7 separate regions of the Mus musculus genome follow, and all the other regions are linked to region 5. A link is a contact called in public ChIA-PET, Hi-C, HiChIP or PLAC-seq and Micro-C data. All regions are on one chromosome and are shown on one strand. Each heading gives the region's core, a stretch centred on a gene start, on an enhancer-like site or on the middle of the called end of the contact. The rest is flanking DNA. Distances are from core to core; before and after follow the strand shown.

Region 1 (3,447 bases), core at 942-3,441, 770 kb before region 5:
GAGCTCACTTTTGCCCTACAGAGACAGACTTCCTACTGAGGAGGCGTGGCCGGGGCAGGAAGCAGAGAGTGAAGTGGGAGGGGAGTCTGGGAGATCTCAGGGCACTCCCCACACCCCATCAGCGACAGACTTCCTCCAGAGCTGCAACCACCTCCCTAAATAGTGCTCCAACTGGGGACCAAGGGTTCAAATATCTGTGTCTATGGAGGATAGTCTCATTAAAACCATTCCAACTACTTAATAGTGATTAATAATTAATAGTAACTGAGAGGAACCCAGAGGGTTGGTTTGTGAGTTTACCACTGAATTCCTTAGCCTAAACTATTATTTGGCACACCGAATGGATGAACCATTTGCTAAATGAATAATGAATTACAATCAGATGGGTGTGTTGGTTCAAATATGAAATGTCTCTAACAGGTTCACATGTTGATTGTTTATTCCCAAGAGGGCCTTGAGGAGACTTTAGGGGGGTAGAACTAGGTAGCAGAAGTAGGTCTTTAGGGGTGGGTCTCACCTGGCCCTACCCTCTTTGCTTTCTGACCTTCCCTGTTGGACTCTCCGCTGCCCTAAGCTCTGCCTTCTCCACTACGTGAGACGGAAACCTGAGTGTGACCCCGAATAAGCCCTCCTTCTCTTGAACTGTTGTTTCAGGTGTTTGGTCATAGCCACCTGAAGAAATAAATACAGACACTTTGCGGTTGGAGAGGCTATGCAAAGATAAAGGGACCAACCAAGATCAGAGTGGCTGTCCACAAGCAAATGGGGAGTAGGGCAGGGTGGGATGGAAAGGGGGAGGGGCGATCAGGTCTGGAAAGCAAGTGAAGAGCAGCTTTGGCCTTCAGCCTCTGTAAACTAACAAGCTGGACATTTATACAAAGAGCCGGAAGAAGCCGTTAGTTTCGAGGGCTTTGTAAGTTATTCTTCATTTTCCTGGATCCGGAAAAAGAAGAGCAGTAGAGTAGAAGCCGAGAAACAAGTCAGGAGATGGCACCTTTACTTAATACTATACTTAGTTCCAGAAGAAAACATTAGAACCGCAGGCTTACTAAACACATCCCAAACTGCAGGCTAAAGGAAAGCAAGACAGGCAGGACACCTCAAGCGTGGTGCAAAGGGCTGTGGGTACTTACAGGACAGGAGGGACCAGGAGGTATTTCTACTCTAGGAGATAAAAAGACTAGTAGCAGCCATAGGGCAGGTGCAAGGAGAGCAACATCCGTCTAGTTCGGGGAAGACTTTTCCTTAAGCAGAGATGGTAATACCATAATTGTGCAAGAAGTTGAGGCCCCTTTACCCAGTGCATGCTTAGCAGCAAGTTCAACAGTGAAGAGAACAGCGTGTCCCTGAGGGCTGCGGACAGGGGCAACAAAACCACAGCCACTCTAGAAAGAAAAATGAGGCTGGGAAGGACGGCACCGGCAGGAGGAGGGTTAGGGTAGGGTGGGGTTAGATGCAGTGTGGACACCTCTCCCTCCTCCCAAGGCCAACCTTACTTTATTACATGTAAAGAATTCCACCATACATCTCAGGGCAGCCTGAACAGTCCCTTATTGGCGTGTACTTAGTTTGGGGGGATCCAAACCTCGTTGCTGATCTTCCTCTATTTCCCAAACGCCAAAGCATCTTCTAGGAGTGAAAAAAGTTACCCCACAGAACCAAGGGACTAAAACCAGTTTCACAGAAAGGGTACAGCCTGAATCTGCTGCTGCTGTCCATCAGATGCAGGTCATCTTAAGTCCATCTTAAGTCCGTCTCAGAATGAGCCCTCCTACTATACGCTGGGTTGAACTGTACCGGTGGGGACGACAAAAGACCTAGGTCTCAAAGGCTTACTGGGGCTATGGCGAGCGCTTGCGAACCTCCCACTTTAAGATGGGTATTTCCGTGGTCATTTCTATCTCAGCTGAGGTGATTGTGACACCAGTCCCCAGTCTCGAAATTCAGGCCCCACATTTCTTCCCCATACCCCCCACCTCTACTCCCCCACCCCGGCGTCGCAGTCTTCCGGCCCCGATCCTGGTGCTTCCCTAGCCTCCGCGAGCGCTCTCACCGGCGTTGTGCCGCCTGCCCCGGCCGTGGCCGCACCTCCAATTGGGCGCCTTCGCGGTGTGCGGAGGCGCAGATGCTGGTAAGCAAGGCTCGGCTCACTCCACTCGGGGCGGCACCCGGACAGCTCGCTTTCGAGTGCACAAACCCCGCGGAACCTCGAACTGTTTATTTGTTGCTAGGGCACCGGGGCGGGGCATGCCGCACTGGGCGGAGCCCTTGTGAGCTCAGTTTGTGTGTTCCGATTCGGTTTACGCGGAGGTGACGATGATTAAGAACTCAAACTGGGAGCAAAGTTGCAAAGTTTTGTCTCCGGCAGTGCGATTGGGCGGGGCATGAGGGGAAGGGGCGGGCCGCCAAGATCAGCAGTTTTGTCTTTGGGAAGGAAAGGCTAGAGAGAGTGTAAGCTAAATCAGTCTCTTGAAATCTTCAGAAACTCTTTCACTTCTTCTGATAAACAAGAATAAGGTCTCTGAGGGTCGAGGTGAGAATAACAGAAGAAATGTCTGTAAGAGTCTAGTACAGGCCTCAGGAGAGGAAAGTGGGCAGGGTTCGTACATTATGGGTGGGATTAGCTTCTAACCTTGTGAGTCCATCCTTTTCTCCCAGAAAGGGAATGCGTTTGGGGGCATAACTCCAATTGTTTTTTTTTTATTTTTTTTATTTTTTTAGAACTTGCCATTCCATTTTATTCAGTAAGCGGATATTGTATATCTGTCGCGTGCCTGACTCCCGCTTGCCATGGGAATTCAGTGCCCAATATGAGCCAAGGTTCTTGAACTAAAAAGGTTGGAGGAGGAAGATGGGAACACAGCAAAGAGGAAGGGTATGAATTGCAAGCGCTGGCCACAGTTAAAAGTGATAGGTGCAGAGTTGGCTCAGTGGTAAAGAGCACTTGCTTTTGCAGAGGACCCAGGTTGGGCTCTCAGCACCCACAGGGCTGTTCACAACCATCCAGTCCCAGGGATCCAGCGCCCTCTTCTGACCTCCACAGGCACCAGGCAGCTCACTATACAGTGCACTGATACACATGCAGACAAAACACTCACCACACAAAAAAATAAAAACAAATAAACGTTACAAAACAAAACAAACAAAAAAACCCAAACGACCAGGAACAGTCCAAATCATGGGCCGGATATGGTAAACCCAGGGCAGGAGGCAGGTGAACCAAGAAGCAGGTTAAAATCCTGAAAAGACCTTACATGCTATAGTAGGTTTTGCTAGCTTTTCTCCAGCCTGGTTAGTGAAATGACTTTCAAAATCAAGTCTTTATGTCCTTTGGAGTTTTCACTGACAAGACTGTGTTTTGTCTGGCAATTTTATCATGATTTATATATCCCTTGATATGGCAAACTCTGTGTTTTCTCCTTTGTGGACTGGCTTCTAATCCAAGGA
Region 2 (3,262 bases), core at 50-2,549, 830 kb before region 5:
TCATCAGTACAAGATACTTTAATGGCAGGGAAGATGGGGATGACCTGCTAACAGCTCCTCCAACTGGTCAGAGCAGATAGCCTTTGAAGCTCTAACAACATTAATGTATGTTTAACATTTTCAAGTTCTGGTGGGTAGTCAGATGCACCGAACAAAGTTTGGGGCCAGCAGCAACGACACAACAGGTGAGAAACAGTGGACATCACTACAGAACATGCAATGGCAAACCCACGAATCCACGAAAGCCTGGGAGATGTGGGAGAGAATCAAGCACAAGACCACCCCAGACCCCCTGTTTTATCCGAGGCAAAGGCTCCGTTCCTTCTTAAGGGGTGCGCCACCTCCCCCTCCTGTCCCCCGGAGACCACCACGCCAGTCCCAGGAAGAACCCAGGCCCCTCGGTGGGTATCTCCGCCGGAGAGGAAAAACACAATGTCGCTCCTTATTTCTGCGTACAAAAGGACTTTGCGCCCTCCTCCTCCTCCTCGAACTGCCGCCTAGGCGCCTCCTCACAACTTGCAAGAAGGTGGGCAGCGCGCCATATTCAGCGCCCCCCAGTCCACCTGGGTAACCATCCCACGCCACCCCGGCGGGAGGGAAGCTTCGGAGGTCGCCCGGCCGAACCACCAGCCTCCTCTCCCGCCAGAGACAGCCACTCCCGCGCCCCGCCCGGCCGCACCGAGCCACCGGCGGGCCAGAGCCGGGAAGAGCCGAGGGGGCGAGCGCCGAGCCGCCGCTCCGGTCCCGCGCAGCCCACCCACCTCCCGCTCCCGGGCCCGGCGCGCTCTCCCGGGCCGCCGGCTCCCGAGCCCGCAGAAGGAAGACCAGGCCCGGGGTTCCACGGCGCGGAGGAGGCCGCGGCCGGGAGAACCCGAGGCGGTAGGGGAGGCCGGAACCCTGGGGCTCTCGGGAGGGCAGCCGCCTCCCTACCGAGCCCGCCAGGACGCCCGGGGCCTAGTGCGGCCTGCGCATCCTCGGGGTGGCGGTTTGGCTGGGCCGGGCCCGGGCCCGGGCCCCCCGCCCCAGGCAGGCCGAATCCGGCGGGGGCCCAGGCCCCGAGCCGGGGGCGGCAGGGTGCCGGCTGCGGGGCGGGCCGGCCGGCCGGCGGGCGGGCGGCGTGTTGCGGCTGCGCCGGGGCTGAAATAGCTGGAGATTGCGCGGTAGGGCACTCACCTCAGAGCGGCTGCGCTACCGTGGGCCTGCGCCGTGGAGACTGCGACCGCGCCGGCTCCTCGCAGCCTCCTGCCACCAGCGGCAATGGCGAGCGCTGCCGCCTCTGCCGCCGCCGCCGCCGCCGAGGAGGGGGAGGGGAGGGAGGAGGCACGCACGCGACGCACGGCTCGGCTTCCCCGCCCGGAGACCGCCATGATGGCGAGGCCAGCACGGCTCTGCGGCTCCGGGGAGGGGGCTCTCGGCGGCGCTCTCTGAGACCCCCGGCCGCCTCGTCGGCCTCTGGTGCGGCTCGGCAGCGCTGGCCGGGGCCCGGACCAGGAGGGCAACCGGCTGAGCAAGTCGCGGACGCGGCGGCGAAGTGGTTCATGCCGCCCAAGATGGTTGCTAATCCGAAGGAGCCCTCCGCTCGGAGCCGAGCGCGGGGAACTGAGACCTCCGCTCCAAAGCGGCTCCCCCACATTTTACTCGGCGCGCCTTTGCGTAGTCGCCTCGACCCCTCTCTGAAATGCGCTTTGTTTCTCTGTTTCAAAGCCCCAACCAGATCTGTAAACGGGGAACTTTGGTACAAAGCAATATGGTAATTTATTCTCTCGTTCCTTAGACCAACATTTCTAAAGGGCCCCTTTCCGTACTGGATGCTGTTATGGGTGCTCCGAAGTGCACCTGTTAGCAAACCAAGGCTCTATTTAATAAAAATAAAAAAGTAAGTTCTTGCCCTTGCTTTCTCGGCGCTTAGATGAAGCAATAGGGTATCCTAGTATGCCTAACAAGTGAGCAGACAGTGGGAAAATGAAAGGTTGGGGACATGGGGTAGTTTGGGTTGCTTTTGTTATGTCATCAGGAGCCCCCATCAGAACCACCGGGAGTCCCAGCTCCAACTGAAACCTAGAATCTGCATTTTTAACACTTCTGGGAGATTTAATGTGCACTAGATAAATGCCCCACATGGTGTCAGAAAACAGCTTAACAAATAAGCAAACATTTTTTTAATTGGATACCTTTGTCTTATGTAGTTTTTTTTTTTTTTTTTTTTTAGTCCAAGACAGGATTTCTCTGTGTAGACCAGGCTGTCCTGGAACTCACTCTGCAGACCAAGCTGACCTCCAACCCAGAGATCATCTGCCTCTACCTCCCCAGTGCTGGGATTAAAGGCGTGTGCCACCACTGCCCAGCTTAACTGAATGCCTTTTTCCCTTAACGGTTTCTTTTCTCTTCCTTCCTTCCTTACTTCCTTCCTTTCTTTTTTTTTCTTTTTCCTTTTTTTTGGTTTTTAGAGACGGTTTCTCTGTGTAGCCCTGGCTTGGCTGTCCAAGAACTCTGTAGACCAGGCTGGCCTCAAACTCAGAAATCTGCGTGCTTCTGCCTCCCCAGTGCTTGGATCAAAGGCGTGCGCCACCACTGCCTGGCACCCTTAATGTTTTCTAAATCAAACCGATATCACTGTCACTACCCATCCCTGTAGGAATAATGTCTGCTCTTTCCTCTTTGCCTCAATGATTTTTTTTTTTTTTTTTTTTTTTTTTTGAGATAGGGTCTCAACTATGTAGCCCAGGATGGCCTGAAACTCACCATAAAGACCAGACTGGCCTGGCCTCTAACTCAGAGATTTTTATCCTGTCCTTGCCTTCCAAGTTCTGGGATTAAAGACATGGACCCTCTGCCTGGCCATCCAATGACATCTTTAAAGCGTTGTTGCCTCTTTCTGACTTTGGTCCAGGCTGCTTTCGTGTGGAGGTGCTGCACTTAGACTCTGAACTGGCTCCCAGACCCTGGACTTGCTCTCCCCAGCCCCTTCTGCACACTTCAACTTGAATGGACTCTTTTCTTCATTTTTTTAAAAAAAAGCAGATCGTAGCTGGGCGTGGTGGCACACGCCTTTAATCCCAGCACTCGGGAGGCAGAGGCAGGTGGATTTCTGAGTTCGAGGCTAGTCTGGTCTACAGAGTGAGTTCCAGGACAGCCAGGGCTATACAGAGAAACCCTGTCTCAAAAAAAAAAAAAAAAAAAAAAAAAAAAAGCAGATTGTGTTGTGTTATTTCCCTGTTTGGGATGTCTAACGTCTAAAATCCTTGAAGGTGGCTTTGAGAAC
Region 3 (3,646 bases), core at 4-2,503, 720 kb after region 5:
ACTGGGGCAGATGAGCGCTAATCTAAACATTTGGAGAGATGCAGAGAGAAATTTGCTGTTAATTTACTACAAAACTGTATTTTCTTTTTTTCCTAAGGTTTTCTATTCCTGTTCCAGCACCTTAGGTGTTGTCTGCAAATGTGTGCTATCTAAAGGAAAAAGGGAAAAAAGTGTTTTCATTAGCATCAGACCAGCATCCACTTGGCCGCTCACAACCACCTATAATTCCAGTCCCAAGAAACTGAATGTTCTCTTCTTGCCTTTAAGGGCACCAGGCATGTATATGGTACACAAACATGCCTGCAAGCAAAACATCCGCACCCATGAAACAAGTGATAGCTAAAATACAAACACAGTGGAGAGAAACGAAGAATCTTCATCACAAAACCAGCCACATATTGCCAGCGCTAATCTTTTGGTTCTAACTGCAATGACCATGACCATAGAATGAAGGGACGGAAAAATGACCCTATCATCTTTAAATAGATGCTAAAAAATAAATGATCAAGGTGATGATGCTCAGAAAGTCTCTGCAGGAGATTACAGACCAGTGATATCTCCATATTCATCAGAAATGCAGATCCTCACGCTGCACCAGACCTAATGAATCAGAAGCTGCATTTTAACAGGATCTCCAGGTGACTGGCATGAATAATGAAGTTTGAGGCTAATTTCCACCCTAACGCCCTGCCCTGGTAATTCTCTAGCAAACAGAGCTCTGTTTTCTCAGAGATGCCTTCCCAAGTGTGAAGCTCTACACTCCTCACCCATGGCCCTCAAGACAACATGGACTCAGCCTGTAACTGTTCTTCTGGGCTGCCAGTTCTGTGAGTGCAAAGGACCGTATCAACCTTATTCACCATGGTAGGCTCAGAGCACAGAGTAAGATCAAATATACTAAGCTTTTTTTTTTTAATTGTTAATATTATATTCCATACTGGACTCAAGAAAGCAAGAACAAAAACCATTAAGACATGAGTGTACTTAAACAGTTCATAACTTTGTTTGCCGGGGGCTAACAAACCCTATGAGGGAAGTAGAGCTTATACTTGCTTCTCCGGCTTCTCCATCGAGTAACATGAAGCACAAGGTTCTCTAAAGCCCCCCACTCCCTCAGCCAACATGAAGGGATGTAGCTGTCCTCTTTTGGATCCTCCATCCGCAGGGGATCCCCCTTACCCAGCTCTCTCTGCCTCCAACAACTGCACCTTTGCTCTGCATCAGTCACTCTCCCCCAGGAAGTTCATGTTATTCTTGGCACTGCTCTCTCCAGCTGCTTCCTTCGGTGCTCTTATCGGATGCCAGATTTCCCTTGTTACCTCCTTCAAGAATGTCTTGGCTAACTCATTTCTAACCACTCGATTGATTTATTTCCTGTGAGCTGTCAAGTCGACTCTATTTTCAACAGAAACCACTCAAATCTATATCCCTGACCACTTTGAAGAATCTCCTAATTAACTGTTCAATATTCAATTGTCTTCCCACTTTCTTCAGTCACTTCCCGTGTCTGAAGGGAATTGGTATCTGAACAAACGCTATCATCTCTACTCTAATTATATTCCCCATGATTTCTGTATTTGTTCTTAATTAGTAGACAAGAATCAGATCTACAACCCAAAGCTTATATTCAAATACTATGGTGATAAAAGTGTATCTAAATGTCTAAACTGACAGCAAAAAGTGTAAATGTTTATTTTCACTTTGCAACTCACTGAGAAACCTAAGTGAATGGGCACAGAACACAATGGATGGGGGACACTCTGAGGAAAAGGAACAAGCAAGCTTAGGCCACCACCAATGAAACAGGATCAGTCGCTCATAAACTCACAGCCCAACCCCACCTTTCCACCCTTAGACTTAAACGCAAAATTTAGCCTATTGCTCATAATGGAACACAATACAGACTCTTTAGGGTTTTGTTTTTGTTTTTAAGATTTATTCTTATTTTATGTATACGAGTGTTTTGCCTGCATGTATGTCTGTGTACCATATGCATGCTTGATGCCCTTAGAGGACAGATTGTGTCACACCTGGACTAGAGTTACAGATACTTGTGCGTACCTGAAATTGAACCCACTGGAAGAACTCCAGAGATCTTAAACCACTGAGCAATCTTGCTGCCCCCCTCCCAGGTTACTTAGAATAGAGCCTTATCATTGTCTCGGGTTATGGCCAGATCCCACGAAAGACAAATAAGGACTGCAACTTTCAACTAACCTAAGGGACTGCTGCTGACGACTAAATTCTACGAATAAATGATTCATAAATGAATTAAGTGGCTGGAAACATCACTCAGTTAGTGAGCCCCAGGGCCTGATCAGCGAGTGTGGCTTTACACACTTGGGAGGATGGAGTCCAAAGTCTTCCTTGGCTAGACGGGGCTACATGAGATTCTACCATTATTTTTTTAATTTTATTTATTTTTTATTAGATATTTTCTCTATATACATTTCAAATGCTATCCCGAAAGTTCCCTCTACCCTCCCTCCACCCTGCTCCCCTACCCACCCACTCCCGCTTCTTGGCCCTGGCATTCCCCTGTACTGGGGCATATAAAGTTTGCAAAACCAAAGGGCCTCTCTTCCCAGTGATGGCCGACTAGGCCATCTTCTGCTACATATGCAGCTAGAGACACGAGCTCTGTGGGGTACTGATTAGTTCATATCGTTGTTCCACCCCTAGGGCTGCAGACCCCTTCAGATCCTTGGGTGCTTTCTCTAGCTTCTCCATTGGGGGCCGTGTGTTTCATCTTATAGATGACTGTGAGCATCCACTTCTGTATTTGCCAGGTACTGGCATAGCCTCATAGGAGACAGCTATAACAGAGTCCCTTCAGCAAAATCTTTCTGACATATGCAATAGTGTCTGGGTTTGGTGGCAGGTCATGGGATGGATCCCCAGGTAGGGTAGTCTCTGGATAGTCCATCCTTTCGTCTTAGCTCGAAACTTTCTCTCTGTAACTCCTTTCATGGGTATTTTGTTCCCTATTCTAAGGAGGAATGAAGTATCCACCCATTGGTCTTCCCTCTTCTTGATTTTCTTGTGTTTTGGAAATTTGTATCTTGGGTGTTCTATGTTACCGGGCTAATGTTCACTTATCAGTGAGTGCATATCTAATGACTTCTTTTGTGATTGTGTTACCTCACTAAGGATGATATCCTCCAGATACACCCACTTGTCCAAGAATTTCATGACCCATTGTTTTTAATAGCTGAGTAGTGCTCCATTGTGTAAATGTACCACATTTTCTGTACCCATTCCTCTGTTGAGGGACATCTGGGTTCTTTCCAGCTGCTGGCTATTATAAATAAGGCTGCTATGAACATAGTGGAGCATATGTTCTTATTACCAGTTGGGACATCTTCTGGATATATGCCCGGGAGAGGTATTGCTGGATTTTCCGGTAGTATTATGTCCAATTTTCTGAAGAACCTCCAGATTGACTTCCAGAGTGCTTGTACAAGCTTACAATCCCACCAACAATGGAGGAGTATTCCTCTTTCTCCACATCCTCGCCAGCATCTGCTGTCACCTGAATTTTTTATTTTAGCCATTCTGACTGGTGTGAGATGGAATCTCAGGGTTGTTTTGATTTGCATTTCCCTAATGATTAAGGATGTTGAACATTTTTTCAAGTGCTTCTCAG
Region 4 (3,471 bases), core at 944-3,443, 960 kb before region 5:
GGAAGGGAGGGATCTCTGTATCTGTAGGTGGGGAATACCGCAGCTCGTAGGCACAAGTTGGAAGGGTAGGATACTTGCATGCAGCCTTGGGTACACTCGGCGGGCCAGCAAAGTAAGGATCTGGGTTCGTCCGAGCTCTTCACCGACCGGAGCCCCGGGCTGTAAGCGATCTGGGATATCGGGTCCCTGGGGACCGCCCCCTCACCACTCCGGTCCAGCTCCAGTTACTGGTCGAGCCTGCTACCTAAAATATGTATGAGGACCTTGCGGGTGCAATTTCACGGCCCCTCCTAGAGTGAGGCTGGGGGGTCTCAGGGTGAGAAGGGAGCTGCGCGGGCAGCAAGCGACGCTGGCTCTTGGGCGGGGGCTGTCTCGACTTTCAACAGAGCATTTAAGAAAGGTAGAAACCGGATCCATCTCACCCGCGCCCCCGCCCTTCGAGTCCGACGGCGGGACCCCGCAGCCGAGCGGCTAGCTTTCCGTTCTGCGGTGTCTGGTTCTCGACAGCAGGTGAATGGGCCCAGGCGAGGCGCGGGGGGGCGGGGCGTACGCTATAAAGGGGCGCGGCAGGACTAGGGGGTCACTCGCAGCCGGTGTGGCCTGCGCGTCCGAGCACACAGAGCTGTGACCGCCTGGTGCCGGACAGGCCTAGGGACCAGGTAGGGCGTGAGTGGAGATGCCGGCCGGCAGTGAGGTTCAGGGCCACAGGGATGGAAAGGGAAGGAGGCGGGACAGGGAGGGTTAATGTAGAGTCACCACACCCCCCTGAGGTCTGTCGGGTCGTGCCCTGCTCTTCCTGTTCGGTTCTGGTGCATCACGTCCCATCCCCAACTGTGCTGGGAGAGGGACAAGCGGGTCCTGGCCTTCCTGCCTTGGGGTGGGTCTTGCCTCCGGAGCCATCTGTCTGTAACATCCATGGCTGAAGCAGGTCTTGCCCAGGAGCTGAGTATCTAGAAGGGTTCGTATCTGCAGCGTCATTCTCGGACCCTGGCAGACAGCAGGGGAGGGAGGAATCCAGGGGCTCGGTTCCCCTAATCCATTTACTTCGCTTGAGCTCAAGGTTTTCAGTCTCAGCGCAAGGGCCCTTTAGTTTGGTGGGAACATCAGCTAAGCCCCACCCCACCCCCACACCCGGTTTTAGAGGCTTCTAGGCGGTCAGACCTGCCCGGATTCATTGGGAGAACTAGGAGCTAAAAGGGAGGAAGGCGGATTAACGTTTTATTTTAATCTGGTTTTGAACTGTGGTTGCCGTCTGGGGCAGCCGGGCGCGGCAGGGAATGGGAGGGCGCTCAAAGCAGGGGAGGGGGATGTGCGCACTCTCTGGTCTCAGGATGCTGGGGAGAAGGAAGAGGCCACTTCAAACGAGACAGCTAGGGTGTACCTTAACTCTGCTCCTCCCCAGAGGCTCCGGGGTGGCATCCTAGCTAAGAAGGTTCCGAGGGATCTAATCCCCGTCCTCGTTCCAGATGGCCCCGCCCCCTCCCGGGGGAGCCACTGCGGCAGTGGAGGGGCAGGAAGGGAGATGGGAAGGGGTCTGGGGGTGGCTTCCCTTCCCCTCCCCCTTCCGGGACAGGCGGTCTTTGTTCCCTGCGGCGGCGGCGGCCAGACACCTGTGAGGCTTCAGGGCTAGGCAAAGGTGGGTTAGGACGAGTGGCGAGCCTCTGGTGCCCACTCCAACTCTCTACCTTCGGGCCAGGGTGCTCCCACCGAGGCAGAACAGACTGTGGCCAGTTCTCCGGCTGCAGAGTACCGTCTAGTGTGGTCCCACAGTACTCCTGGCCTCCAAACGCACTTCCCCTCCCCCAGCCCAGAGTCGGATTTCCAAGTTTGCTGTGCTACACACACCTTGGCTAGCAAGGGGTTCAGAGGGAGGTGGGATGGTAGGGCATCGGGGCACACCTCGGCCGGCGGCACCCCAGCCCAAGGTAGGAGGCTAGAACAGCGAGTGGGCAGCGGGACCCCTTAGGGGCCAAACCCAGCTGGGTTCGGCGAACAGGCGGGGCTCGCGACGTATCCGCAGTCCCGGTCGGGCGTGCCCTACGACGCGCACCAACCGGAGCAACATTCAAGGTGAATCATCTTCGGTCCGCCTCCCGTCCCTCCCCCGCCCCACAGCACCTGAGCCAATGGCGCGGCGCGGGGGGCGGGCGGGGCGCTGGGGGCGGTAAAACCCTCCCGGAGTCATTATCTCTGCACTCCGTCGAGCCCCCGGGTCTCGGCGCCGGAGCCTGCTAGCCTCCTTCCTTGAACACGATCGTCACACCTGGTGCACCCCTTTCGTCTGCCTCTGGGGCTCGGTGACCATTCAGCCCTACCCCGCCTGCTGCGTGGAAGAGGCTCCTCCTCAGGTGGCTCGGCCGGGGCCTTCCCCTGCAGACCTGTCACCCGACACCCAGGAAGCGCGCGGCCCCATCCCGGCTCCTCTTTGTTCCCCCGCTGGGCTCCGCGCTCCGGCGCCACCTCCTCCCGCCAAGGTCCTGGTGATTTGGGGCGCCGCTCTCGGCTCAACCTGGGCACGCCTCAAGTTCTGTCCATTGGGCCCGCTCCAAACGAGGGCCCTTTTTTTGCCTAGTTCCTCGGGTGTGGACTCGGAGCAGAGCTGGGAGGCGGCGGTGAGCCCAGCCCGGAGCCGGCGCAGGTGAGTGTGCGGGGCGGGGCCGGGCGGAGCCAGTGCTGGGCCAGGGAGAAGGTGGAGCGGGTGCCGGAGGGCCAACAGTTCTAGCACCCAGTTTTGTGGGCGGCCGGAGGGGCAAGCAGAGGCCACGTCGTGGCTGTGGCCTTCGGGGATGACGCGGCACTGTGAATTCCTGACTTCCTTGGCCTTTTGGCGGGGATGCCGGCGAGGTGCCAGGGGACGGGGCCCTCAGTACCATGTGCACCGCATCCAGTGCGGTTCCCGGGGCGGGAAGAAAGCGGGGGGCATTTTGAGCCTAGGTTGGGTTTGGCTCGGTGCCTGATGCTGCCCGCCCTAATGTCGCCTCCCGGAGGAATTCGGCTGGGGTCCCGGGAGTTTCGCCGCCCTGTTGGGCCTGGGAGGAAGTGCAAGGCCGGGAGGCTGGCCGCGACGCGGGCTGGGGAGCGTTCCTGCGTCGAGCTGGTTTCTCCAGCCCCTTCTCAGGGTTTCACTGCAGGTTGGTTATCGCTTCCGTGGCCCGGAGCCTGCCCCGCCCAGTCCCCTGGGAAAAGCTGGTCCAAGAACTCAGCTTGCCTTCCTTCTGTATCCTCCGGCCTGGAGCAAGCGGATACCAGTTCTGAGTCCGAACCAATTCGGTTAGCAAGGGCTGCTCCCAGGTCCCCAGAATCCTGCCCCCGGAACATGTCTCGGATGTTTTACTAGTCGGTGTATCCAATAGTTACCGGCAGTGGCGATGCAGCCCAGGCATCAGGGATCGCTCAGTTCTGCGGAGCCCTACAGGCTGAGCCCTTCCTTCATCCTTGGCACCCCTACACTAAGTAGAAAGATCTGCTAGC
Region 5 (3,605 bases), core at 183-2,682:
TTTCTCTGTATAGCCCTGGCTGTCCTGGAGCTCACTTTGTAGACCAGGCTGGCCTTGAACTCAGAAATCCGCCTGCCTCTGCCTCCCGAGTGCTGGGATTAAAGGCGTGCGCCACCACGCCCGGCACAGGGCTGGAATCTGGAAGCAGAAACTGACTGATGCAGAGGCCATGGGGAGGTGCCATGATCTTCATGGCTTGCTCAGCTTACTTTCTTATAGAACCCAGGACCACCTGCCCAGGGATGGCACCACCCACAGTAGGCTGGGGCCTCCCAACCACTAAGCAAATGCTCTACAGCCTGATCTTAGTCATTTTATCATTTTCTCAATTGACATTTACTTGGTTCAGATGGGGGGAGGGGTGTGTGCCCACGACAGAGTCTGGTACCAAGGGCAGAGTTAACTTCTGTCAAGTTGACATCAAACTAGCCAACACAAAGACCATAATTTTGGGTTCTTGAAATGGATCTTAGTGCCAGCAGATCATCCAACTTTATTTATTTTATGTGTGTAGGTGTCTTTCTACATGTATATCTGTGCAGCATGTTCATGCAGTGCCTGTAGAACCCAGAAGAAGGCAACGAATCACCTGTTACAACCTGACAGTTGTAAGCTGCCATATGGGTGCTAGGAATTGAACCAGGGTCCTATGGAAAAGCAACCCGTGCTCTTAATCACTGAGCCATCTTAACAGCCCCAGATCACCAAGCGTCTATTATTTATTCCTGAGATCGTCAGATGTTAAAAAAAAAAAAAAAGTATTCAGTGTAAGAATTGTCAGTTGTTTGTTTTCTATCTACTCGGCCTCCTCGAACAAATTGCCCGAAGGCAGTAACTCTTCTTGCTTTCCCAGAGAGTTGCTTTATGAAAGCTGACAATAGTAACAAAGCTGAAATAGAAAGTGTTTTCTAGGCAGCAGATGAGCAAATGCGAGTTAGTGCGTGTGTGCTCAGCCCTACTTCCCTGTAAAGGAAGACTATAAGCAGGGCAAGACTAGGGTCTTTTCCTTCAGGAGCTAGTAGCCTGTTTGTCTTCCCTGGGTAGCAGTATAAAGAAATGGTGAGGGTTGTTGAATAGGTAGGGCTTGCTGGAGTGTCCCACCTCTCTTGCCCAGGACTGGAAGCACTCCAAGAGGCCATGCAATAATAGTTCATTACCCTGGTGTTTGCGCTCCTTTTCCTCAGATGAAACCAGGAGAAACTCGAAGGTGCACGACACAGGGTACAGCGGAGGGTCCTCTTCAGTTGGGTCCTTGAAGAACACAAACCTCGCTCCACCTCACCATCTGCTCATCTGCTTACTTTTCAGCCTGAGTGGCGTCTCATGGGGGCGGAACAGAGCGTAGTGCCAAGGGCGGAGCCCTATGGACTCCAGGACCCCAAACCAGCTCTTCCAGAGCCCCGCCTCCCAACAACCAGCCCCGCCCCTTCCAGTAGACCCCGCCCACTACCCCGCTCCCTCCGGGAGCGGACTGGGGCTCTTATTGCCTACGCCGGTTCGGGAGCCTCCACGCGGAGAGGCTCCCGCCGCCTAGAGCTGCGGCCTCCGCATGGCATGGAGGAACCGCTCTCACCCCCACCGGAGTCCGGGCTGCTCTCGCCGCTGCTGCAGGGAGGTGGAGCGGCTGCCGCTCCAGAGCCCGGAGCCCGGCAACACCCGGGACATGAGACCGCGGCGCAGCGGTACAGCGCCCGCCTGCTGCAGGCCGGCTACGAGCCGGAGAGGTGACGCCCAGGGCAAGGCGCGCGGGCGCATCCGGGGCGGGCGGCAGAGAAGGGCGCGGCAACGCCGGGAGACCGGGTAGCGCTGCGGGGGAGGCCAGAGGCAGGTCCCCTCTACTGCCATTGCACTTCCCCAGACGCAGTTAGACTGTCATACACCTGACTCTTGGCTGGCGGATGCAGGCGGGCACTGTGCAAACAGTTCAGTGCCGCGTTACTCCGGGGAGCTGGAGAGAGGGCGCAGGTTGTAATATCGCTCCCTAACATTTTATCTAAGATCCGACCTATACTACACACTCAGCGACGCTTGGTACAAGTGGCTCCGACCTCTGGGGTACAAAAAGTGCTTGTTGGAGTCCCGGTCCAACGGCGCTTTCTCCTCAGCTTTCTTCTTCCTAGAATGTATTCAATAGGTGTGGGTGTCCGGATTGAGTGTCTCCCTAGGACTAGGGGAAGGTACTTGCACTTTCTCACCAGGCACTGAGATCCAGTGAGGCGGCTGCTGTTCACTCCTTGGAAAGACTTGTACCCCAATGCAGGGGGTCTGAAAGGCAATGAATGAGGGTCCCTGGAGAAAGAGTTGGGGCAGTGAACTGGGCCTCAAGGGAACGAGCTGAAAAAAGAGACAGCGGCTAATCTCTGGATTGTATCGCAGTTTGAAATGCAATCCTACTGTCCTTCCGGTCCAGGGGATTTGGACTTCTTTCTCTACCCCATCTGCTGGTGCTCAGCAGCTTGGGGAGGTGATCTGGCAGCTGGGTTTTGAGGGGAGGGTGGTCTGGGGAATTAGCCAGGTAGTTCTTCTGCCCAGGGTTTGGCCGCTTATGTAAGAACTTTTAACGGCTTTTGGGGCTACGAAGCCCAGCCCCTCCTGCCGTTGCTGGCTGTCTCTTTAGAACTGACTTAGGCTTAAGCAACCTGCCATCCGTTTTTCTATAATAGAAATCTAGTTTGGAGGGCTTGGGGTTTTAGAGAGGTGCCACTATATGGGAGGAAGCGGGCCACGGTACTTGTGAGCTCGAAGGAAACTAGGACTGTAGAATCTCAGAGTTCAGGCAGGTGCATCTCTTTTTCAGATGTACTGCTGCATCAAAGGGACAGTGCCAACCCCACACTTCCCGCCCCCCACTTAGGCTCAGAATGGCCTGTGTAAACTTGGACCCCAGCCAGGCCAGTATAAAATCCAAAACCTGCCAGCTAAGACCTCTATCTGCCTCCACCAACCTGAATGAAGGTGTAGGAAAAGGCAAGGGTTCTCTGAGAAGCCCTAGGCTTCAGTCCAGCAGCATTACTGGTCTCTCTGGCTTGAACTTGGGTGAGCCCTGCCTATTTATCCCGGCATAACAATGCTAATGTTGTCTTTACCTTTTCCCCCCTAAAAGTGTTGTTTTGAAATCTTGTTCCTCTAAACAACCTCAGATCAGATAGAGTCCTCTGGACTGCTTGCCTGAACTTTAGTGCCCTGGTGGACACTATTCCCCTATTCCCCTGAGCAGCTGCCTTAGGCCTGCCCCCTGCCCTTGAAGCTGTGAGGAGGGGAGTCTCAGGGGACCAGCTGCCCTTCCTTGCGTTAAAGAGGCCCACTGGTTGCCTGGTGTCTCCTCCCTGTGGAGGAAGCAGCTGGGGAATTGCAGGAAGAGGGAGGGGGGAAGCCAGGGGGATGGATTAAGTCTCTAGAAAAGGACAGCCTAACCCAGCCTTGAGCCCAGCAGCTTAGAGTAATAAAGAGCTCTGACATAGGTCAAAGCAGGAGGGAGAATGGGGCCCTGAAGTCTGTAATCACTGGGAAGGTGACCCTCCCCATAGCTGCCAGTCTCCTCTCTTGGGACCCAAAGTCCTAGGCTGGGGCAGATGACACATTAAAGTTACCTGAGGTGATGGGTT
Region 6 (3,305 bases), core at 714-3,213, 950 kb after region 5:
TGAGTGATTTGTATTTTTGTATCATATTTTTTGTGCATCATTATTTTATACCATTTCAGATAATATAGTCATTTTTTAAAGAGTGGAATTTTAATTTTATTTACAGAACACTTAAAGATAAATTATAGATTAATAAAAACTCTTTTTATTAAAATCACATATGCTTCATTCAGACAAAAGCACATATAATTCCAAGTACAGCATCTCTCACATTTCAAAAATATATCTTTTTGGTTTAAGCATATTCCACATAGTTAATATTACACATGATAGTTTTGTTGGTTGGATAGGTTAAAGGTCCATGTTGTATGTCTTCTTCAATTGCTCAATTTACTTTTTGAGACAGGGGCTCTCACTGAGCCTGGACCTAATCCGTTTGGTTGTGCCAGCTGGCTGGCAAGCCTCAGGGATTCTTCTCTCTTGGTCTCCCTAGCACTGGAATTGCAGGTGAACGTTCACCTCCAACGTTTTTGTACCATGTGTTCTGGGATCACACTCAGGTTTTCTTGACCAGACTTAACTGACAATGTCATCTTTCCAACCCCCAAATATGATTTCTATTGGCTGCATAATACCACCACATAGAAGTGGCCATTTATAGCATATTGACCTATAATCTGCATTTGCTTCATGTGGGTAGTGATTCTTGACAATGGAACAGAAAATGAGATCATAATATAATATCCTATGTAGCTGCAGAACATTTATTCTATTCTGCTCCAACCGTACAAGACGTATGCAAGTATTCCATTCAACAGTCCTATAGTAACAACTGCATTTGCTTACAAACTTCCTTTGGAATTTTGAAAATTGATTTTGGTGATTTTTCTCTTCACAAACACAGAGCCTAGTGTGGTGTCAGCCTGTAACCCCAGCTTTGAAAAAGAAAGTGCATAGTGGCAGGAGGAGAATCCTGATTTCAGGGTCATCCTGGGCTACTCAGCTAGTTCCAGGCAAGCCTGAGCTACACAGCAAGACCATCTCAAAACAACAAAAAACAAAAAACCCAAAATACAAACACATAGTGCCTTCCTTCCTAAACTTTTCTTTTTTCAGAAGCTCCAAAACTGGAACTTGAAAACTGGAAGTTAGTTAATTGTGGTTTTCATTCATCCTGAGAAGATAAAAAAGGTCAAATGGGAGCTCTCACAAAACCCTGACCAATAGCTGACACCTATTCGAGTGAAGTTAGCAAGGGCAAGAATTCCATCTCAGAGTTGGGAAGAAGGTGGCGGCAGCAGCTACTGGATATGAAAAGCAGCTCAAGGTTTGTAGATTTGACAGAAGATGGCCATCTTCGATCTGATCTTCGGGGATTTTCCAAGCAGGATGCTGGTGCCCAAGAGGGAAAGTGCGTGTTAGCCATGTGACCCAACTTCACTTCCAGGTTTGCACCCTCAGAACGTTGCCAATCGCGTTCTTTCCCAGAGCCCGACTTAGACTCTCCTGTCCCAAGTTCCAGGAGGTACACTTGGACAACAGCTGGCGAGCCAGCACCTGACAGCTCTCCCGATCCAGTCCACTTCGGGCTCCCAGTCCCTCCTTTTCTCCTCCGCTTCCCCAACTCTGCCTGGGTCGGATCCGCCGAAGCGCAGCAGCGCGAGCAACAGTTTGGTGCCCGAGCGAGCGGCGCGTGCCCGGGGAGGGGAAGACGCGCCCGCGGTTCTGGTTCTCACACCTCCGGGCGCACGCAGCCTCCGGCCGTCGCTCCGCAGCCGCCGGCGGGAGGACGCACGGGCGCGCGCCGGCGAGGCCCGCCAGCTACCCGGCCGCCCTCGGCGCCCGCCAACCCCGCAGTCTACCCTCCTCCGCCCGAGGCCGGCCCCGCGCGTCGCCTCCCCACCGGGGCTGCCCGCCCAGCGCATGCGCGCCGCGCTGCCGGGCGTGCCGGCCACACTCCCCCCACCCACTCCGTGAGCTTGTCACTTCCTGCCCTCGCCCCATCTCCGTCCGGGGTCAGTCAGTCGCTCCCTGTCGCAGCCGGAGACTTCTCTGCTTCCCCCTTCCTACCCTCTCTGCACGGCGGTCGCTCGGGCTGTCCGGGGAAGGGGCGGCCACGAGAGAACGGGACTGACTTCCATAAAGTTTCCCGAAGCATCTGCTACCCGCAAGGCCCCAGGTGGGGGACCCGCGCGGCTCCCCGCCCCTCTCCAAAGCCCGGGGGACCGTTGCAGGTGGAGCGGCGCGGCGCTGAGGGGAGCCGGGCTCGGCGCGGCCGTTGCCCTGGCGAGGGGCGCCTCAGTCCTGCCTGCTCCGGTTCCAGCTCCTTCGGCTGCTGCGCCCGGCGGTTCGTCCTGTCAACTGCCTGCGCCCGCGCGCCGCCAGCTCGCCGGCCCGGAGCGCGGAGGGCTGCCGTGAGCCGCCGCCACCGCCACAGCCGCCACCGCAGCCGCGGCCCGAGGACGTGGTGAGCTGTGGCGCTTCCGCGTCGGCGCCGCCGGGGACTCTTTGGGAGCGCGCCGGGGCCGAAGCCCGCTCGGCTTCACGCGCTGCGCCGGGGCTGCGCCAGGTGGGGCCCTCGGCCGCGTCGTGCGCCCGGCTGGTGCCGCGGCCCGCCCGCCCGCTGGCCGGCCGGCCGCTCCGGGAGTTGAGTAAGTTGGGCGCACTTGGCGGCGCGGACCGGACCCGACCTGCGCCGGGGAGACCCCCCGACGCACGTGCGTGGCCGGAGGGCGCGCGAGCCGCTCCTCAGCCGCGCAGGGGCCCCGTCGCGTCCCGCGTCCCGCGCCCGGCTCTCCGCGCGCCCGCCCGCTCGCTCGCTCGCTCGTCCGCCCAGCACGGCGAGGCCGCAGCCGCCTGCGCAGCCCGCCAGGCCTTCGCCGTGCGCTGCGCTGCCCTGCGCGCCGGACGCTGCGTTTCCGGGTAGGGCGGTGAACCTGTGCGGGGACGTGGGGCCGGAGGCCGGGCGAGCGGCGGTTTCTTTTCCGAGCGGAAGGTGCGGGCCCGGGGTGAGGGCAGAGAGCGCATGGTGGGATGGTCTGTGGAAATTGCAGCCACAGCCTCCATAGAAGTTCAGGGATAGTGATGGGTTTGTGCTTCTCTGTCCACAGCCAAGCCGCAATGAAGAGCTTCTCACAGTGAAAGGAAAATAGGTCGCACCCGTTAAAAATGCCTTTGAGGGACAAATACTGTCAAACGGACCACCATCATCACGGATGCTGCGAACCAGGTAAGTCCGTTTTTTTCTCCCCAGTGTCTTTGCTCTCCTTCACCAGAGCTACTCGGCTTTCTGCGTTGTCTCTAAGAAGTCTTTCCTAAGTAACTCGGTTTCTCCTGCGTAAAACTACTCGCGTAATGCCAAAAGC
Region 7 (3,451 bases), core at 948-3,447, 740 kb after region 5:
TCAAGCCCTAGCAAGAAAACTAAAAAAAAAAAAAAAAATTACTGCAGGCCAGTAACACCACACCAGACAGCTAAGTGACACTCTGTTCCTATAATGAAGAGAAGACTGGTACCAATGAAAAGGGCAAGGAAAGAGGAAGCAGTTCAGGAAAATCCTTTCAAGAGTCAAAATTTCAGAGAGAAAACACGGACCCTGGAAACTCCCTACTCATTGAATCTAATGAATTCTGACTGTCTAGATATAAATAGAAAGGCAAAAGGGCAATATTGAATATCTCAAGAACCTCACACACAAGCGGCAGAATATTCATGTTCAAGAGTGTGCATGTGGAGCAGGGGAGATGGCTCAGCATTAAGAGTACAGACTGTTCTTCCAGAGGTCCTGAGTTCAAATCCCAGCAACCACAGGGTGGCTCACAACCATCTGTAATGGGATCCAATGCCCTCTTCTGGTGTGTGTGAAAAGAGTGACAGTGTGATCACATTAAATAATTAAAAAGGGTGTCCATGTGTGCACACATATGTGGGTGCCTGATAGGGAACCTGTGCCTGAACACCCATGCAGAGGGCCAAAGATGCTGGAGCACAGGAAAGCATCCATATCAGTGCCTTCCTCTACTGCTCTTCACCCACTTGAGAAAAGGTCTCTCTCTCTCAATGCACCCGAAGCCTGATATTTTTAGCTAGGCTGGTGGAACAGCAAAAGCCCAGGGTCCACCAGCGCCACGTGCAGCACAAAGGTTCCAGGCAGTGGAACAGCCACGTCCAGCTTTAATGTGTGCCGTGAAGATGCGAACCGGGGTCCTCAGGACTGAGCAGCAAGCACCTGTATCCACTGAGCCATCTCCCCGGATCCCCCTGCAGAGTATATTAATCCTGAGAAAGACAACAGGGACAGCAAAAACAAAAAAAGTTTCAAAAACTGGCTCTCTGGGGAAACTGTCTTCCACTCTGGAGAGAAAAGTCGTTGGAGTTACAATATGAAAAGCAATCGAAAAGATCACAGCCATCTTAAACAGAAAAATCTGTTAACAAACGAGAAATGTCAGACCTCAAGATGTGGGAGGAAAAAAAGGAGAAACAATATAAGAAATAGAACAGAACTTATGCTACAAAATTAGTGTGGAAGTGGAGGTGATGGAATTCAAAATTCCGAATAAAGAAAGCAAAGGTAAGTGAGCAGGATCTATAATAAGAACCCTACACAGGGAATCAGAACACCTGGACTCTTATTATTGGCTCCACTCCAAACCGCCATGTGCCCTTAAGGCAAGTTAGTTACTCTCTTTAAAAACAGGCTCCTTGTCCTTAAGAAGTGAAGAAATGCTACTTAGTATAAGATCCCTGCCAGGCTAAATTTTTAATTTAAAAATACACGAAAATCAGGAGCTTCCAGGCCTAGAAACTAGACATTGAGATAAAAGGGGGAAAGAGTTGAGAAAACTTTGGGTGAATAAGTGAGTCAGTGGACAGAGACAAGCTTCGTGACAGCCAAGCACTCCCGGGGTTCCAGGAAAAGATGTCCGGATCTAGAGAAACTGCGAACTAATCGGCATATGTCAAAATGGACAGAAAGAGGGGGATGGGAGTAACTATCCGTGAACTATCTCCGTTAATGAACCGGTAATAGACCTGCTTCTGGTAAACAGGTAGGGGCTCCGAAAGCCGCGACCCACGAAAATCACAGCGAGCGAATCATGGACAGGTTGCCCGGGAGGCAAAAGTCAAGATAAGTTCGTTCTCGGGTTCTGCCTGGTGAAGATTCGGAGAGTAGGTGGAGAGTGAGGAAGGGGCAGAGGAAAAGCAAACTGAGACCATGCAGGCTGACGGGAGAGAAGGAAGTCAATGCCTGGCTCCTGCTCCAAAGCAGCAGAGGGGTCCGGGTCCAGGGTCCCGCTCTCACCATCTTGACGATGCCCCGCTGCACGGTGGGGACCGCGGGTCCCCCGGAGGAGCCGCTGCTCTGCGCGGAGGAGGCCATGTGTGGAGCTGGAAAGGCAGCGAGTGGGGCGGCCGGCCGGACTGGAAGTGTCAGGGTGGGTGTCGGCGCTTGCAGCGACAAGGAGCAGGCAGGCGACAGGCTACCGTCGGTGGGCTGGACAGAAGCGCCAGGCGCACACTAGAACACCAGCGGGACTGGGAGCAAAAGAGGAGACGCGATCTCCGCCGCCGCCACACGTTCTACTCGCCGCGCAAGCGTGCCAGAGCGCCACCGCCCTCTAGCCAATTAGCGTCCAGAACCCGCTGGAACTCAAGCCAATAGGCACTCTCTTTATGAAGCTCCGCCCTTTGGTCCCAAAACGGGTGCGGAGCTCCAGGAAGCGCTGAAAGAGCTGATTTGCGGTGACGGGATGGTTTTGAGGCGGGACTTCCGGGGAAGTCTTGAGAAGGTGGTGTCGGGAGGTGTAGTGGGAAGGAAAGGACACGTCAGCATCTGGCAGTGGTGCGCGGGGAGCCATGGGAGCCCCGAAGGCGGGGCGGGCCTCGCCCTCCAGCGGAGGTTCTGCTCCTGCCCCGCCCCTCAAGCGGCAAAGCGCCCACGTGTACGGAGCTGGACACCGGAACTGGACGACAAGGGCCTGGGGCCGTCCCAAAGGAACCTTACTGCTCTCAGAGTTCTGACGTTTCACCTCCGCAAAGCAGAGGAAACTTTTGAAAGTCGCCGCCATTGGGTAACCTGCTGATGTTAGTCTTGACCCGGAATGTGGCCGCGAATCTCCCGGTGGTCCGGAGTATCACTGGGGTTTAGTGCTTGTGAGTTCCGCTCATGTTTGTTGATGGAAGCAATAAGCATCTCTTAGAGGATGACTCGTCCTGCACACTGAGAATAGCCTCGTTTTTCGGCTCCTTCCCTCCTGCTCCAACTGAGGTTAGGAAAAACCTTGGGATTTGCCATCCCAGGGCTGAGCGGGAGACAGTCCTAACTCACTGCTAATCTCAGCTCGAGGTGGATCAGGAAAGCCATATTCAAGTGGATATTCAGGGAGAATTTATGGTCTTGGAGTGCCCCGTTTTAGAGCACAGGTTCTTGTATGTATTATTTAATAATAAAACCTGGACCTACGCTAAAGACACTACTTCCACTATAGCCTGTTTTAAGAAGTTTGAGTAGTCACGCATGTCTCAAATCAGGGTCAAGTTTTGGGGTCAGCATCTTCCTATAGCTCCAAAGCCAAGTCTGTACCACGAATTCACCCTATTCAAAAGAGAAAACGGATCTTTATAGATAGATACACACACACACACACACATATATAAAACAATTTTGAGGGGTTGCCCAGTACACTGGTAGCTCAGCTCTAAGACCTCATCTTTAGTGAATTTGACCTTTGCAACAGTGTAGCCACTCTCTCCAGGATAGTTGAAGCAGTTGAAACTAATTCCAAACATCTCATTTTCTGATCATAGTTACTGTCCTTTCCCCCCTACTCAGCCAGTTAATTCTCTTTTGC

Evidence for each region. A called contact is a pair of places that touch in the nucleus more often than the background predicts. ChIA-PET counts read pairs in DNA pulled down with a chosen protein or histone mark. HiChIP or PLAC-seq counts read pairs in DNA pulled down with a chosen protein or histone mark.
Region 1: a contact with region 5 is called in an H3K4me3 HiChIP or PLAC-seq map of bone marrow-derived macrophages, with 2.5 times the contacts expected there. The contact joins the promoter of Smkr-ps here to the promoter of Impdh1 in region 5. A contact is called at or near these places in 2 of 115 datasets of contacts at active chromatin or transcription factors (bone marrow-derived macrophages and pancreatic cancer cells).
Region 2: a contact with region 5 is called in a Micro-C map of embryonic stem cells, with 2.4 times the contacts expected there. The contact joins the promoter of Nrf1 here to the promoter of Impdh1 in region 5. A contact is called at or near these places in 2 of 39 promoter capture datasets (hippocampal neurons and liver) and 1 of 484 Hi-C or Micro-C datasets (embryonic stem cells).
Region 3: a contact with region 5 is called in a FOXA1 HiChIP or PLAC-seq map of pancreatic cancer cells. The contact joins the enhancer-like site here to the promoter of Impdh1 in region 5. A contact is called at or near these places in 1 of 39 promoter capture datasets (the HPC-7 cell line) and 4 of 115 datasets of contacts at active chromatin or transcription factors (bone marrow-derived macrophages, embryonic midbrain, extraembryonic endoderm stem cells and 1 more).
Region 4: a contact with region 5 is called in a Hi-C map of rod photoreceptor, with 5 times the contacts expected there. The contact joins the promoter of Mirc35hg here to the promoter of Impdh1 in region 5. A contact is called at or near these places in 3 of 39 promoter capture datasets (hippocampal neurons and liver), 2 of 484 Hi-C or Micro-C datasets (embryonic stem cells and rod photoreceptor) and 1 of 115 datasets of contacts at active chromatin or transcription factors (embryonic forebrain).
Region 6: a contact with region 5 is called in an RNA polymerase II ChIA-PET map of memory CD8 T cells, with 5 read pairs. The contact joins the promoter of Zfp800 here to the promoter of Impdh1 in region 5. A contact is called at or near these places in 1 of 39 promoter capture datasets (the C10 cell line) and 2 of 115 datasets of contacts at active chromatin or transcription factors (large pre-B cells and memory CD8 T cells).
Region 7: an RNA polymerase II ChIA-PET map of memory CD8 T cells shows a contact between it and region 5, with 15 read pairs. The contact joins the promoter of Snd1 here to the promoter of Impdh1 in region 5. A contact is called at or near these places in 2 of 484 Hi-C or Micro-C datasets (CD4 T cells and regulatory T cells) and 9 of 115 datasets of contacts at active chromatin or transcription factors (the 230-238 cell line, embryonic midbrain, embryonic stem cells and 5 more).

What each region holds. Positions count from the first base shown.
Region 1 is chr6:29,984,073-29,987,519 of GRCm38.p6, reverse strand. It overlaps Smkr-ps (smal lysine rich protein 1, pseudogene), which reads right to left and starts at 2,191. Exons shown (of 2, transcript NR_040264.1): 1 at 2,054-2,191.
Region 2 is chr6:30,046,025-30,049,286 of GRCm38.p6, reverse strand. It overlaps Nrf1 (nuclear respiratory factor 1), which reads right to left and starts at 1,299. Exons shown (of 12, transcript NM_001164226.1): 1 at 1,174-1,299.
Region 3 is chr6:28,495,663-28,499,308 of GRCm38.p6, reverse strand. The region is part of intron 1 of Snd1 (staphylococcal nuclease and tudor domain containing 1); the gene reads right to left. Among named protein-coding and RNA genes, the nearest start is that of Snd1, 17 kb to the right of the region's middle. Within about 2 kb of position 1,253, at least 36 of the 459 cell types and tissues checked have an H3K27ac peak or open chromatin away from gene starts, as enhancers often do. A contact at or near this core is called in the HPC-7 cell line and pancreatic cancer cells, where this site is marked.
Region 4 is chr6:30,172,847-30,176,317 of GRCm38.p6, reverse strand. Mirc35hg (microRNA cluster 35, host gene) reads left to right here and starts at 2,193. Exons shown (of 2, transcript NR_126540.1): 1 at 2,193-2,638.
Region 5 is chr6:29,214,191-29,217,795 of GRCm38.p6, reverse strand. Impdh1 (inosine monophosphate dehydrogenase 1) reads left to right here and starts at 1,432. Exons shown (of 15, transcript NM_001302933.1): 1 at 1,432-1,724. The coding sequence starts at 1,555.
Region 6 is chr6:28,260,582-28,263,886 of GRCm38.p6, reverse strand. It overlaps Zfp800 (zinc finger protein 800), which reads left to right and starts at 1,963. Exons shown (of 6, transcript NM_001081678.2): 1 at 1,963-2,407; 2 at 3,051-3,169. The coding sequence starts at 3,109.
Region 7 is chr6:28,479,094-28,482,544 of GRCm38.p6, reverse strand. It overlaps Snd1 (staphylococcal nuclease and tudor domain containing 1), which reads right to left and starts at 2,197. Exons shown (of 24, transcript NM_019776.2): 1 at 1,903-2,197. The coding sequence starts at 1,980.